Regions from separate parts of the Hordeum vulgare genome. Here region 2 is linked to region 1. The links are chromatin contacts, called in public Hi-C maps. All regions are on one chromosome and are shown on one strand. The core of a region is the stretch at or near the end of the contact, and the rest is flanking DNA. Distances in the headings are between cores, read along the strand shown. Region 1 holds the start of LOC123448129. Region 2 holds the start of LOC123448130 (aquaporin SIP1-1).

What was found. A called contact is a pair of places that touch in the nucleus more often than the background predicts.
Region 2: a Hi-C map of seedling shows a contact between it and region 1, with 3 times the contacts expected there. The contact joins the promoter of LOC123448130 here to the promoter of LOC123448129 in region 1. A contact is called at or near these places in 2 of 6 Hi-C or Micro-C datasets (leaf and seedling) and 1 of 1 datasets of contacts at active chromatin or transcription factors (embryo).

Annotation. Positions count from the first base shown.
Region 1 is chr4H:130,449,843-130,453,235 of MorexV3_pseudomolecules_assembly, forward strand. It overlaps LOC123448129, which reads left to right and starts at 1,766. Exons shown (of 9, transcript XM_045124907.1): 1 at 1,766-1,957; 2 at 2,069-2,158; 3 at 2,882-3,020; 4 at 3,121-3,334. The coding sequence starts at 2,117.
Region 2 is chr4H:130,606,002-130,609,394 of MorexV3_pseudomolecules_assembly, forward strand. LOC123448130 (aquaporin SIP1-1) reads left to right here and starts at 1,604. Exons shown (of 3, transcript XM_045124909.1): 1 at 1,604-2,081; 2 at 2,182-2,454. The coding sequence starts at 1,776.

The DNA of each region.
Region 1 (3,393 bases), core at 516-3,015:
ACGTGGAACTAATGACCAAGATAGGGTAGGTGTCATTTCTTTCATATTTCTTCCATGTTCATGCTTCTTCTTTGATGCTTCAAGTGAATAACTTGTTCTTTTGTTTGTAGCTCAATATTGCACAAAACTTATTTAAAGGAGAGGACAAGAAGACCAAGAAAGGAAAGATTAGGAAAGGGCGACCATTTACCTTGCACCATTGCTATGATGAGTTGAATGATGATGAGAATGAAAGCCCCGTGAAGGTGTTGATGAGGAGAGCAACAAACGCAAACGAACTATTGATTTGAATGATGATGAGGAAAAGTCATCAAGTGATGGCGACAAGAGAAGCCCTACACCAAACTCAGTTGCCTACTCCAAGCCAATGAGACCAAGTGGAGGCAAGAAAGAAGGAAAAGAAAAGAAGAAGAGGAAAGGAGATGATGAGCTAAAAAATGCTATGGAAGCTATTGTGAACGCAAGAAAGGAAACAAATGAGGTGAGGAAGATGGCAAGATGCGGCAGCCGAGGAGAGGAGGTTGGCGAGTGAGGAGAGAAAGGTGTCGTCGAGGAGAGGAAGGTGGCATTGGAGGAGAAGAAATTGGCCATGGAGGAGCGCACTAGATTGTTGAAATGGAAGAAGTACTTGTTCTTCATCATGGACACATCTATCCTCGACGAGCAACAAAAGGAGTACGTCAAACGTACGCGAAAAAAAGTCTTGATCCAAAAACGAGGCATGGCCACTGGAGGCATGTGAGCTACTATGGGAGGCATGGATGGCATGAGTGGCTTCGGAGCTATCATGGGCGGCATAGGAGGCATGGGTGTTTCGGAGCTATCATGGGGGGCATGGGAGACATTAGTTTTGCGTCTCTCATGGAAGGCATGAGAGCACCTCCAGATGGACACATGTCTTCCGGTGTGCCTCCTCCCGCGCCCTTCGCATGAAGCCGTTGAAGATATTGCCAACACCTACCGAGCTCCACATGATGATGCGCGCGCACGTCAATGAAGACGAGGAGAAGGAAGAATCGTCTTCGGATGGGGATGAAGAAACGGAGGAAGAGGAGGACGAAGATGAGGATGAGACATGATTGTTGTGTGCCATTTCTTTGTGTGAACTTTTTTATGTCATGAACTTGGTTCGATGATTTTGCACTTGGTTGGATGATGTGGCATGATTGCTGATGCGCCGTGAAATTAAACTATGCTACATCTTTTTATTTATGTTTGAAATATCCATATTTATCATCATGAAAATGAACAAAATGCAAGTGTCCAGTGCTCGCACGCGCTGAGTTTTAGCGCGTCCGCTGGAGCGGCTCACGCGCTATACTTTGATGCAGTCGTTGGAGCCGACCCACTAGGACGCGTTAATTTTTTTTATTTCGACACTGTATGAATTTTTTTTTAACGTGTAGGGTGGTTGGGCGAGATGTTCTCAAACATGTACTCCGTGCGTAAACTAAGGCCTTCCCTAATGCTTGTATCTTGACACGGTATCATAGGCATATTGCTGATGTGGCACCATATTAATTAAAGAAAGAGAGTGATGCCGTATCTTATTTAGTATACGGTTCTTGCACGAGATCATAGGCAAAAAATATGATTAGACCAATCAAATACATGCATGAGGCCAAATTAATTAAATACTAATCCACTAAGATACAACACTTAAAAAACCATGCATTAGGATGGTTGTATCTTATAATGCAACGGTACCTAGGATACCACGCTGAGAGACGATGAAGTCCTAATATACTCGCGTTACCACGACCTGCTGATGCGCGGCGTGTCCGAGTCGTCTTCTCTCTTCTCCCTCCCTCCGAGGCTCCCACCCACTTCTTGCCGCAGAAACCGACTACCGTCCCAACTTACATCCTCTCCCGCCGCCACACCCCCCGCTGGAGAAGACAGCCGAGTCGCCTCCACCTGGATCCACGAACTCGTGGTTCCGATTCCCGTTTTTTTGGTCAGTCCGTCTGTCAGCCGATCCATCGAGATTGTTTTTGTTTCGTTCCCTAATTCCTTCATTCCTCTATAACTGGTATTGTTCGTGCTCTTCTCAATCCGCGTTCTTCAGGTCATTAGGACTAATAATAACTGGGACTAGTGGATCCATCGGCCCAGCATGGAGCCTTCAGCACAGGGAGAGCCTTCTACTTCCCCGTCGGTACGTATGTCATCTGTACTTGTTTTCCTCTTGCTGTTACCACTTACTACCCACCTTCCGATGCCTTGAAGATTTCGATGTTCAGATATTACCCGAGTCGCTTAGGAAGTTAGTACTGCTGGAGCACAACCTTTTCTTGTCATGGTAGGAATGAAGCAGGCAGCAGTTGTAGTTGTCTATTTGCCTTGTTTGTTGTGTGCCATAATAAACCTGAACTTTTCAACCCATTATCCTCATCCTTCCTTCGTACCACCCCTCTTCTTCATATACATTTTCCAGTTTAATTGGGAAGGAAGGCTTTGGTGCCATCGACTTTACCACATTGCAGCAACACTGCTTGTTTTTTCTGATGATATCAATCAACCTGCAAAAATAAAAGCATGGCCGTCACTAGGTGAGAGGAATTGAAGAGTCGGCATTCCTTTCACAAGGAAATTGGTCTGCTACTCGTGTAGCCATTTTATCCAACGCGGATGATTAAATGGCAGTTCCTGTAATATTGTGAACCGAACTTGCTTGCTGCGTCGTGCTATTAACATCACAAAAATGCACCGAGCCAAGTTGCTAAGTGATTTGGCTTACTTAACCTTAGTCCCGGGACAGGATTGTTACTTACGTTTTCTGCAATATGACTGGCTAAAGGCCCCTGTGGTCATACTTTTTGTTTTTATTTTATCACTTCCTTTCGCTAACAAAATAATTACTGATATATCACAAATCTAGGTCGACGATAGCCAATCAGTCAATAGGGCTGAAGATTCAGAACTCTTCCCCTCTGTCCCAGCATTAAACCAAGCTGCGTCTAATCTTGCCCAAATAGCTTCGTATTTTACCCAGTGCCTCCCAGTGCCTGGTTACACAGGTTGGATTTCTTGTTTTGGCAGACGATTCTCCCTTAAGAAAATTGTATCCATGTCATAAATCTGGTTGAACTCCTTTATTATCTTTGCTCTTTATTACAGGAATACCCAATGAAGGCCAAGAACTAGCAATACTTCCACCTGTCTCAACTTCTGGCAGGCCTGCTCTTCAGACTTCTTCTGCAGAGTTGGATGGCAGTAGCTTGTCTCCCTGTGTAATAAATTCCAGTGGAAGCGCCTCTCAAGAAACCTCGGAAATCTCGGGCCAGATGGCACCTTTTCGTGTTTTTCAGAATGGAGCTTCACTATTTCAAGGGTAGAGAGATTGCTCAGTCGTTTGCATATTATACTTTTCATGTATATCCATTTTTCATT
Region 2 (3,393 bases), core at 354-2,853, 160 kb after region 1:
GGGGAATCAACTTTTCTCTTGGTGAAAGTGTGGATCTAGGCCTTCTCAACCAATCCCTAAAGAATCAACAAGTTTGATTGGCTAGGGAGAGAGATCGGGCACTTTTAAGCTTGTGGAGCAACAATGGAGCATAGAGAGGTAAGAGATAGTGTTCCTCAGCTAAAAGAACACTTTATATAGTGGGGGGAAAATTCAGACCGTTTTCCCACTCTCTGCCCGAGATCCAGCGGTACTACCGCTGGGAAGGAGCGGTACTACCGCTGCCTGGCGGTACTACCGCTGGATGCAGCGGTACTACCGCTGGGGCTTCCAGCGGTACTACCGCTGGCCCTTGGTAGTGCATAAGCACTACTATCGCCGAGAAAGTCTTCGCAAAAGGGTCCGTCCACGAACTACCGCTAGGTAGGTGGAACAGGGCACCTGGAGCGGTACTACCGCTGACCAGGGGCGGTACTACCGCCAGCCAGCGGTACTACCGCTGACCAGGGGCGGTACTACCGCCGGCCAACGGTACTACCGCTGGCTGCAGCGGTACTACCGCTGGCGGTCCAGCGGTACTACCGCTGGGGACCATTTTGCAGAGAAGCAAAGAACAAAACGGCGAGGGCCGCTCCAAAGATAAAGGAGAGGGAGAAAAAGAGGTGTGCGTGTGCAAAGATAGATTCCACCCAAACCTTTCCCCTACGGATCCCCTCTTAATAGTACGACTTTCCTATGACTCAAATAAAGAGAATCTAGGAGGGCGCCGTGCTTCCGTTCCAGAAGAGAGGAGTCGTGTCGTCTTGTGCCGTTGACGAGTGTTGCCTGAAACCTTGACACACACGATTAGTCCTGTACGGAACTGTCATCAATCACCAAAATTACTTAGGCATAAATTATGCCTCAACACATTGCTTTACCAACAATTAGCGTATAAATATATTCACCTAGGCCCAAAGGCATCACAAACAATTCACAGCCAAATTTACAATTTCATAGTCGTTTCAACCAAACACCCTTCAACTTTTCTACATCAACATTTACGCAACAGCTTTTTCAGAATCTGCAGCTCAATCAAACACAACCTAAGCAATGAGGGACACAGAAATAAAAATCCCTATAAAAATCAAAGCAGATTCAAAAAATCTGATTTCTTTTCTGATAAACATTGATAAATATTTCGAGTGCTTGCAAAGATTCGTCATGAAATCACATTCCTATGAGGCATGAAAAAAATCGATACTCTAAAAATGCTATTTTCAAAAACCTTTTTTTACCATGACTTTCATAAATGTGATTTCATGATGAAACTTTGCACGTTTTTAGAAAATTCGTCACAAAAAATTGGATTTTTTGAAATTGTTTTATTATTATTTTACTGTTCACTCGAGTCATTTGAGGTCGAGCTGAGAAAATCTACTGTCCTTTTTTTTAAGAAGATTTACCTTCCTAATAGTCCGTCCTATATCAAACCGCCGCAGGTAAGCTAGTCCGGTTTCATAGCGTCTGGTACACGGTTCTAAATGGATATGTCAAGATCTGCTTTCAAATTCCACAAGCATCCAAGTTTTGAATAGGGGGGTAGCAAAGCATAGCAGTATCTTCGGGGTTCTGTTGGCATTGGCTGGGTTGTTAGGCGAGAGGGACGGAGGGCGTGCTCCCTCCAATCTTCTTTTCTCTTTTCTCTTTTCTCTTGTGCTGTGTGCCAAGCCAAACCCATACATACACACACCCCAGCCCACCACCAATCACCGGCAGCAGCGACGGAGTGAGGAAAGGAAGGAAGGGACGCTCGGATGGCGATGGGAGCGGCTGTGCGGGAGGCGGCGGCGGACGGCGTCGTGACCTTCCTCTGGGTGCTCTGCGTCTCCACGCTCGGCGCCTCCACGGCCGCCGTCACCACCTACCTCAGCCTGCACGAGGGGATCCACTACGCCCTCCTCGTCACCGTCTCCATCCTCGCCCTCCTCTTATTCGCCTTCAACCTCCTCTGCGACGCCCTCGGCGGCGCCAGCTTCAACCCCACCGGCGTCGCCGCCTTCTACGCCGCAGGCCTCACCAGCCCCTCGCTCTTCTCCATCGCGCTCCGCCTACCAGCGCAGGTCTGTCACCTTCCCCCCCCCCCCCCCCCCCCCCCCCCCCGCCCAACTAAGTCAAAATCAAACCAATCAGCACCACGCGAATCTGAATCTGTCTTCCTAGGCCGCCGGAGCCGTGGGCGGAGCTCTGGCCATCTCCGAGCTGATGCCCGAGCAGTACAAGCACATGCTCGGCGGACCCTCGCTCAAGGTGGATCCCCACACCGGCGCCGCCGCCGAAGGGGTGCTCACCTTCGTCATCACCTTTGCCGTCCTCTGCATCATCGTCAAGGGACCCCGCAACCCCATTGTCAAGACAGCCATGCTCTCCGTCTCCACCGTCAGCCTCGTCCTCACCGGCGCCGCATACACCGGACCCTCCATGAACCCTGCCAACGTACACTACGCTCACTCACTTACAGTATTTCTTTACTTTCATTTGATTGCCAAGCTTATCCATGGAACTGCAGCCCCCGATACTGAACTGAGCTCAATTCGAATGGACAAGCCTCTTTATTGTCTTTTTGGTTTTGATATTGATGGCCAACTGACTGATTTAGTGATGCAAATGACTCCCTTTTGGCATGTCCGTCTGGAATTGGGCAATCAAATCCTATATGACCCCTGAAGTGCTTCATTCTGCTTATTGGGAACACGATCACGCAAACACTAGGCCTTACATTCATGTAAACTGGCACACCGAGCCATAAATAACTGAATGCCATAGTATCATGTTGGAATATGCAAGGAACATTCACTAGATACATAACGAGTGATACTCTGAAGACTCGTTTGCAGCCCTAAAAGGCTGAAACTATCAATGAAACTATTACTTTTTACCCCATTCATGGAATGAACATCCACTGGACACATCACTAGTGATATTCTTGAGACTCGTTTGCAGCAAGTCATCCTTTCCATCTCTAGAAGAGAAAAATATTCAGTAGTTAATGTTCACTGGGTGGCATTTTACTGGTAACAGGAACAAGTCTTTATGATGCCATGGGGAGGTTTGTTATTGTGCTTAGTTGTGTGCTTCTTTCAACTTGTTACTCAGGGAATAGTTATCTTATCCACCTCCAAAACTTGGTGGATGTCAAATCTTGACCGAGTGAATTTTTGTATTTATGCTGCTATATGCCATTGCTCATCTAATACTCCCTCCGTTCCTAAATATAAGACCTTGTAGAGATTTTACTATAGACTACATACGGAGCAAAATGAATGAATCTACACTTTAAAATATGTCTATATACATCCGTATGTAGTCCATAGTGCAATTTCTACAAGGTCTTATATTTAGGAACGGAGGGAGTACATATAATCTGATGTGATC